Linked DNA regions of Capsicum annuum: region 1 is linked to region 2. A link is a contact called in public Hi-C data. All regions are on one chromosome and are shown on one strand. The core of a region is the stretch at or near the end of the contact, and the rest is flanking DNA. Distances in the headings are between cores, read along the strand shown. Region 1 holds the start of LOC107863582 (proline transporter 2). Region 2 holds the start of LOC107863583 (stearoyl-[acyl-carrier-protein] 9-desaturase, chloroplastic).

Region 1 (3,505 bases), core at 350-2,849, 360 kb after region 2:
CCGAATCATGACCCGAAATTCATATTTCTCTCTTTTTAGGACAGAAAATCTCACATCCTTTTCTCTTATTCCTCATCAACCAATCACAATTAACCAAAACTTACTTTAGTTACAGTGATTTAGCCAAGATGTTTGAAGAATCCCGTGGTAGAAGAAAGAAAATTTCAACCTTCTACAAATCTGGACATATAGGTGTGATTTGAAGGATGTGTCCGTCAATGGTGGTCGTTGGTGGAATTAATATTATAATTTTGGGGATCTTCAATGGTGGTCCGTCAATGGTGGTGGTGGTGTTAATTTTGTGTGTATATTCTTTTGTGGGTTTGTTTTAATCGTTTTTCGGTGAGTTTTGTCGGAATATATCGGACTGAAGAATTTTGAATTGGGAAGTGGTGATACTATTGTATTGTTGTTTCTTGAATTGGTGGTTTGATGAAGGAATGACTATTGATAATATGCTTTAAGTTTGAAGAAGATAGAGAATGAAGGAGAGGGAAGATGTGGAGTGGTTTAAAGAAGATAAAAGGGGGGAGGCTGTGTTTGCAGGGTAAGAGGTGGGGTGGGCTGGGGGTTGTGAAGAAGAAAGAAAATAGGGGTGGGGGTGCCTTTTTTTTATTTAATATATATAAATATGTATATACATTTATATAAATAAAATAGTAAATATATATATTTTTTAAAATAAATATATAAAAATAATGTGTGGGGGATTAATTTTTTTTAGAAAAATCAAATTTCTTACGTGGCAATGACGTGGCTCCAACGTGGCATTGACGTGACGTTGATGTGTAGGCTAGTGTAACACACTCTCCATTGTGAAAGTGGTATTCAGTTTCGAGGGGTGAAATTAATACACTTTAAAGATGTTAAGAGGGTAAATAAATGGCAGTTAAGTTTAAGTGCTAAAGTGAGTTGGAATGATACGTTCAGGGGGGGAAATTGTCTTTTTTTTTTTTTTTTTTTTAATGTTCTACACTTTGCCCTAATTGTTTTATCAAATTTACTTGAAAGTTACATAATGAAATGATAATAGTATATATTTTTCTTTTTGGTAATTAACTTTTATGACAAAAGAATGACAGTAGCATATAAGTTGCCACCAACCCACTATAGTTGTTTGATACGTATTTATATTTATATTTATCTAGATTTATAATTTATAATTTATAATATATTAAAAGTGTGAAGGACCGTAGAAATATTATTTGAACTTTTCGCCATTCATTAAAAGTCTATGCTTTAGACAAATTCTAAAGATTTAACTTTAAAAATAAGAAAAAAATTTAAATATAGAGAAAAAAAGTCGTACTACAAATATGATTCAAATTCATGAGTCTCTCATAACCTCTAGCAGCAAAGAAAAGAGTTACTACATGACAAAAGTAAAAGTAGTGATTCATTAACCATTTGAAATTTTTAGTGGTAAAATATATATGTGCTTATAATAAAATATATGTTATGTTTATATTATTATATTAAAGAGTGAAAAATCTTTTAAAATTTTTCGTAATAGATAAAATAATCTAATTTTAAATAATTAAAAGTTACTAAACTGGTTTCTTAAAAAAACATCTCTCCCGTACCAAACACTCCTCTTTGTTCCATATCAAATATTCCGCGATGAAAGGGAAAATTGAAAACACGTTCAAAGATAAGAGATCCTGTGTAATCCAAATTCCATGAAAATAAAAATAAAAATTCCATGGGCATCTGTTTGGAAAAACAGAAAACTGTATGGTAAAAGAAAAGAAAAGAAAAGGAGAAAAATCAACCAAACGTCTATTTAAGAAGCCGCTGCATCCATTTTCAGAATCAATAGCTGTGCTAATTTCGTGGGAAGAAAGCGCTGCGGTCACTAATCATTTGGTTGGTCTTCAATTAAAGTGTTTCCACCCCTTGCCCCTTTGCTTCTCTTCTCACCAATATACGCATCCCTTTTTGCGTATTGGTGTGAAAAGCAAGTAGCTTGGGCTGGCTTTGGAAATTGAAGAAGAGGAAGGAGTTCTGCTTCTTCAACAAGATTTTAAAATGGAAAATGACCACAACGATGTTTATGGGGGTACTTCTGCCCATTGTCGTAGGGAGAAAAAAGGCGATCAGGCCTCTGTTATCATTCCTGAAACTGCCCATGAAGTTAGCAACGGTTAGTTTTTCACTTCTACGAAATTTCTATGCCCTCTTATTTGTGTCTAATTCATGAAAAAAGGAGGGAATTTTAGAAACTTTGAATCCATTTATTCACCTTACATTCCTTCTTTGTTGAGAGTTTTTTTGGATAGTTTCTTGGTGTCGCGTATTCTATCAAAATTCTTGATAATCTGTCTTTTTGCCCTTTGTTGTTTTATACTAATTTTTTGGGGAAAAAACAAAAAGAAAAGGGAACGATAATTCTTGGTCCTTTATAAGCATTTCCGTCCTTTCCAAATGGTTAAAAGGAGCGATTCAGGTAAAAAAATTATCCAGAGGGATTAAACAACTTATATATGTGCAATAGAAATCATGTTTGTCCTATTTACAAGTGTAATTTTTCAGCGAATCCCGTTGCATCCCTTTGTCTAATGCCCTCTATTGATGAGACTTCCATGTTACAAACTTCCAATCAAGCGTTTATAAGTTCTTTTTGGCTCTCATTAGTAATGAGAAAATAAATTCATTTTTCTGCTTCGTCTCTTTGACAAGCTCCAAAAATAGGTTCCCTGATCCATCAGTACAATTGATTATTTTTGTTTCTTTTATCATAGTTTCTTTTTTGTAGCACTGGCATGAATGCTGTTTGACTCTTTTTTTGATTCATGTGTTTCGTGAAATGTAGATTCATGGTTTCAGGTGGGAATTGTTCTGAGCATGGGTGTCAACAGCGCGTATGCACTAGGATATTCTGGCACAATCATGGTTCCTCTGGGTTGGATTGGTGGAGTAGTTGGTTTGGTTTTGGCCACAATTGTGTCTTTATATGCAAGTGCTCTTATGGCTAAGCTCCATGAAGTAGGGGGCAAGAGGCATATCAGATATAGAGACCTTGCTGGATTTTTGTATGGTATGAACAATGACAAAAATAAAACTGGATGATTTTCAAGCTCTCCGCAACAATAGCTTGTTTTATTGTTTGATTTTCCTTCACGTTTAATTTAAATTGAGCTTATTTTATTGCTGCAGGTCGAACAGCTTATTTGCTTATATGGGCATTACAGTATGCGAATCTCTTCTTGATAAATATTGGATATGTTATCATGAGTGGTTCAGCCCTAAAGGTTAGACAAATTTTCGCTGGTGCAAACTTTGTTTTTTTCTTTGGATACTTAGATATGGTGAACTGGAAATTCTTTTACCAGATATGGAGGAGAAGAGAAAGGAGGCAATGCATTGCCATTTATAGATACCACTGATTGAATGAGATTTTTGTGTTGGCGCTTTATTGTTTCATTGCACACTGCAAATATTGAGTTCAGTAAATCTTGACAAAAATGATCTCTTTTAGGTTTCTAAGTGAATATAAACTCTAAAA
Region 2 (3,815 bases), core at 1,053-3,552:
GCAGAATATGGAGAAGCAAGCTCACCATCCCTGAACCAATGAGGTACTGAATTGTCTTCTCAATTTGCCTCATATCAACTCTTCCAGAAAGATATAAATATTTGTTGAGAAGGTCACCATGCCTATTTTCCTCAGCAGTCCATGCCCTCGTCCAAATAGCCCAAGGAGTTAGGCTGGCGCCAGTTTCATCACGAACGCCATCTAGGGTGTTAAGCATTGTTTGATAAGTAGGAAGAGCCTCCTCTGTGATCATATCTCCAACTAATACAACAAAGTAGTCATCAGGAATTTCCTTGCACCTCTGCCTCAGCTCCTTGACTTGCTCTTCAAATCCTTCCGAGGCAGGATCAGGAAGAAAATCACTGGCCTGCCAACACTTCTCGACAGGCTTTAAGTGAACCAAGATATTATTCTCAGCCCAATCATGCAGGGAATCAAAAATTTCACGCTTCTCTGGCGGCATGGAATGTGTAACTTGAACATGCACCTCTCGTGGAGGACCGAATGGCTTCTTCACATTTCCACCTTCCCTAGAATTAGCAGAATTAGAATTATGATTAGCATTTCTGAAGAGAAGATGAGCTACAACAGAAAATTCAGTCTGAGTCAAGTTTAAGGCAAACGATTATTTGGTCCAAAGAAGGAAACACTAGTCAGGAACAAAGCAATGTATGAAGCCATCCGTTCTCTCTTATGTTGTCACTCACCTTTCTACTATTGTTTTTCAAGTAGTTATTTCCCCAAAGCACGTGTGATCAAACATTCGTATATGAAAGAAAGACTCTCTATCCAAGTAAACTTTTCCAACATGACATACACCACAGAAGTCTGTCCAACCTATTTGAAGTACATTGACAAGACCACTTCCAATTCTGACAGTCGATCTTTAAAATAATAATCTTCTAAGCAATTAAGAAATTCAATTAAAATCACACAGCAGGAGAAAACTGATATGACCTTTAATAATGACTAAGCTAGTGGAAAATAAAAGATGATAGAAAACAATCAGTTAAGGAATTTCTAATTAGGGGTATGGACTGTGTACATTCTACCCTCCCCAGACCACACTATGTGGGAATATACTGGGTTTGTTGTTGTTGTTGTTGTTGTGGGCAAATGTAGTGCAGAAGTTGTGGGTTCATGCAATCCCAATAACTTTAGCTCGGATTTTGTATGTGTTACTAAACTCCAAGATGTATAGATAGTAGATTTTGAACCTAGTAAATCAAACAATTTTTTATTGATAGTGGTGACCGTGTCAGCTTGTGTGCACCTTGACTATTCCACTAGGTACCTGCTACCTTCAACTGGCACGAGTAACTTTGCCTTCTCAAGCAAATAGTGAAAAGCCAACTATTGTTTTTGCCTCCGCTGGTTTTAAACATGAGACATCATGGTTCTCCTCCCACTTCGTTGACAAATGGATTGTGATAGAATTTCACATTTGTACACATTAAGTTCACATAAAAAATCATGCATATGCAGATGCACTAATCAAATTTGCATCAGATTTCAGTGTTTCTTTTTCTTTTTAGTGGCAGTGGTGCCTAAGCTAGCTTTTAAAAGCCAACATTAATTCAACGGACAGTCTGTTATAACCTACAAAGATATGTGCAAATGAACTCATTCTAAGCGATGCAGCTGGGATTCCATCCTGCAGTCTCGGGTTGTTAGTCCTATGCGGATATGCCTCAAACGCGCAGCTCTCCACTTGGTGTCCCACTACCTTGTTATCCAATCACGCACAAGGAGAAGGGAAAATCTACTCTAGTAACACATTAAATCAATGCACCCTGAGGGGAAGAGATAAATAGATATCCAAGCAGAAAAATCATATCATCCTTCAATCAGGAAAAAGAGGAAAAAATACACCAACATATGAATAAATATCAGAACTGGAAAGATCACAGATAGCAAGATACCCCATGCATTAGCATCAACTACCACAAATCTAATTTACAAACCGAAGTACAATCACGATCAGAAACACTAAATATGGCTCAAAAAGAAAACATATTGGGGGGTATACATCTCCAGAAATTTGACAAAATACAAACACAAAATAAAACTCACACAGAAAGGGGACGAAGTGTTGAAGCCATGAAAACTCTATGAGATCTGAGTGGGGAACACGGAAACGTAGTCGTTTTAATGGATTGAAACGTCGGAGGATTGAGTTTCAGAGCCATTTTTCCGATGGTTTTTTCAGGGTACCTCGATTGCTCCGCCTAGAGAGAGAGAGAGAAAAGTGAAAGGCGGCGAGAGTCAGATGCATCAAAATAAAGGAGAAAAATGAGTCAATAGACCTCCCAAGTTTCTAATTAAAAAAAAAAGATAAGTGGGTCCCACAAATTATTAAGTTAAAAAAATTAAATCTTTTGAATAATTGGGATAGTTGTTCGACAATTACATTAGTTGTCTGAATAACTTCGTGTAGTTATTGAACAACTTCTCTCAATTATCAAACAACTACGCCTAGTTGTTCAACAACTAAATGCAGTTGTCGAACAACTGCGCCTAGTTGTCGAACAACTTGCACAGTTGTTGAACAACTTCGATAGTTATTGAACAACTTCACAAAATTATCGAACAACTATCAAAGTTGTTCTACAACTGAAACAGGCTATTGAAAATAAAAAACTTTAAAAAAATCTCAAAAAAGATTTATCCCTCTGTTTTAATTTTAAAAACTTGAATGATTCTCATTTTCCTCCATTAACAACATCAAAGAACAACCACAAAGACACTAAATCAGAAAAATTTCTCTATTGAACACCTTTTATTCTTTCTTCTCCAAAACATCCACAACACTCAAATTTCTCCATTAACAACCTCAAATCCATTATTCATCAACACTCTCCTTCATTTTTTTTAAAATTTTCCTCCATTAACACTATCAAAGAACAACCACAAGTACACTAAATTGAAAAAAAATCTCCATTAAACATCATCTCAAACTTCAATCCAACTCCCTCAAAATTTGGACAAAAATTAAATTAAATTGATGATTTTGTCTTTAAACCACTTTTCATCAATGAAATTTCTTTTAATTTCTATTTTTGAATTTTTTATTAATAAGATAATTTTTGAATTACTTTTTTAAACTCCAAACTTGAATCAGAAATAAGAAAAAAGAAAACATCACAAACTTGTTTGTAGGGTTGGAGTTGCGGTTGGTGAGGGTTAAAAAAAATGAAGGTATTTTTGTGTTAACAAGAAAGGAGGGAAAGAGGGGTGTTGGGGCTGGAAAGGGGAGAAAGAGCTGGGGTGGGGGGACCTATTTTGCTGGGGAGGGGTTGTGGGGGAGAAGAGGGGCGCTGGAAGAAGACGGGGGAGGGGGGCTGAAGAAGAAGGAAAAGGAGGGGAGGACATTTTTATTTAATATATATATATATATATATATATATATATATATATATATTTCTATTTAAAAAAATACATAAAAGTAATATTTGTGTGAAATTACTTTTTTAAAAAATTATAAATTTTTACGTGGCAATGATGTGGTGCTGATACGTGGAGAGTGCAACACACTCTCCGTTATGAGAGTAATAATATATATCAAGGAGTGAAACTAATACACTTTAAAGATATCAAGGGGGTAAATAAACACAAGTTAAGTTTAAGTGGTAAAATGAGTTGAGCGGACAAGTTCGAGGGAAATTATGTCTTTTCTCCTATCTTAATATTGTTGATTTGGAGCTCATGCCTCTGAACCTATGGTGTAACATAAGAGAAAGCACCATAGCGAAAATGCGTCAGTACGTCTGAATTTACTGAGTATACGAGTGAGGTAGGCTAAATACAAAGGGTTA

What was found. Hi-C and Micro-C count contacts between places; a contact is called where the count stands out from the background.
Region 1: a Hi-C map of bud shows a contact between it and region 2, with 2.3 times the contacts expected there. The contact joins the promoter of LOC107863582 here to the promoter of LOC107863583 in region 2. A contact is called at or near these places in 4 of 5 Hi-C or Micro-C datasets (bud, leaf, pericarp and 1 more).

Annotation. Positions count from the first base shown.
Region 1 is chr3:162,119,572-162,123,076 of UCD10Xv1.1, forward strand. It overlaps LOC107863582 (proline transporter 2), which reads left to right and starts at 1,600. Exons shown (of 7, transcript XM_016709571.2): 1 at 1,600-2,143; 2 at 2,813-3,037; 3 at 3,157-3,251. The coding sequence starts at 2,029.
Region 2 is chr3:161,757,380-161,761,194 of UCD10Xv1.1, forward strand. LOC107863583 (stearoyl-[acyl-carrier-protein] 9-desaturase, chloroplastic) reads right to left here and starts at 2,303. Exons shown (of 3, transcript XM_016709572.2): 1 at 2,074-2,303; 2 at 26-530. The coding sequence starts at 2,189.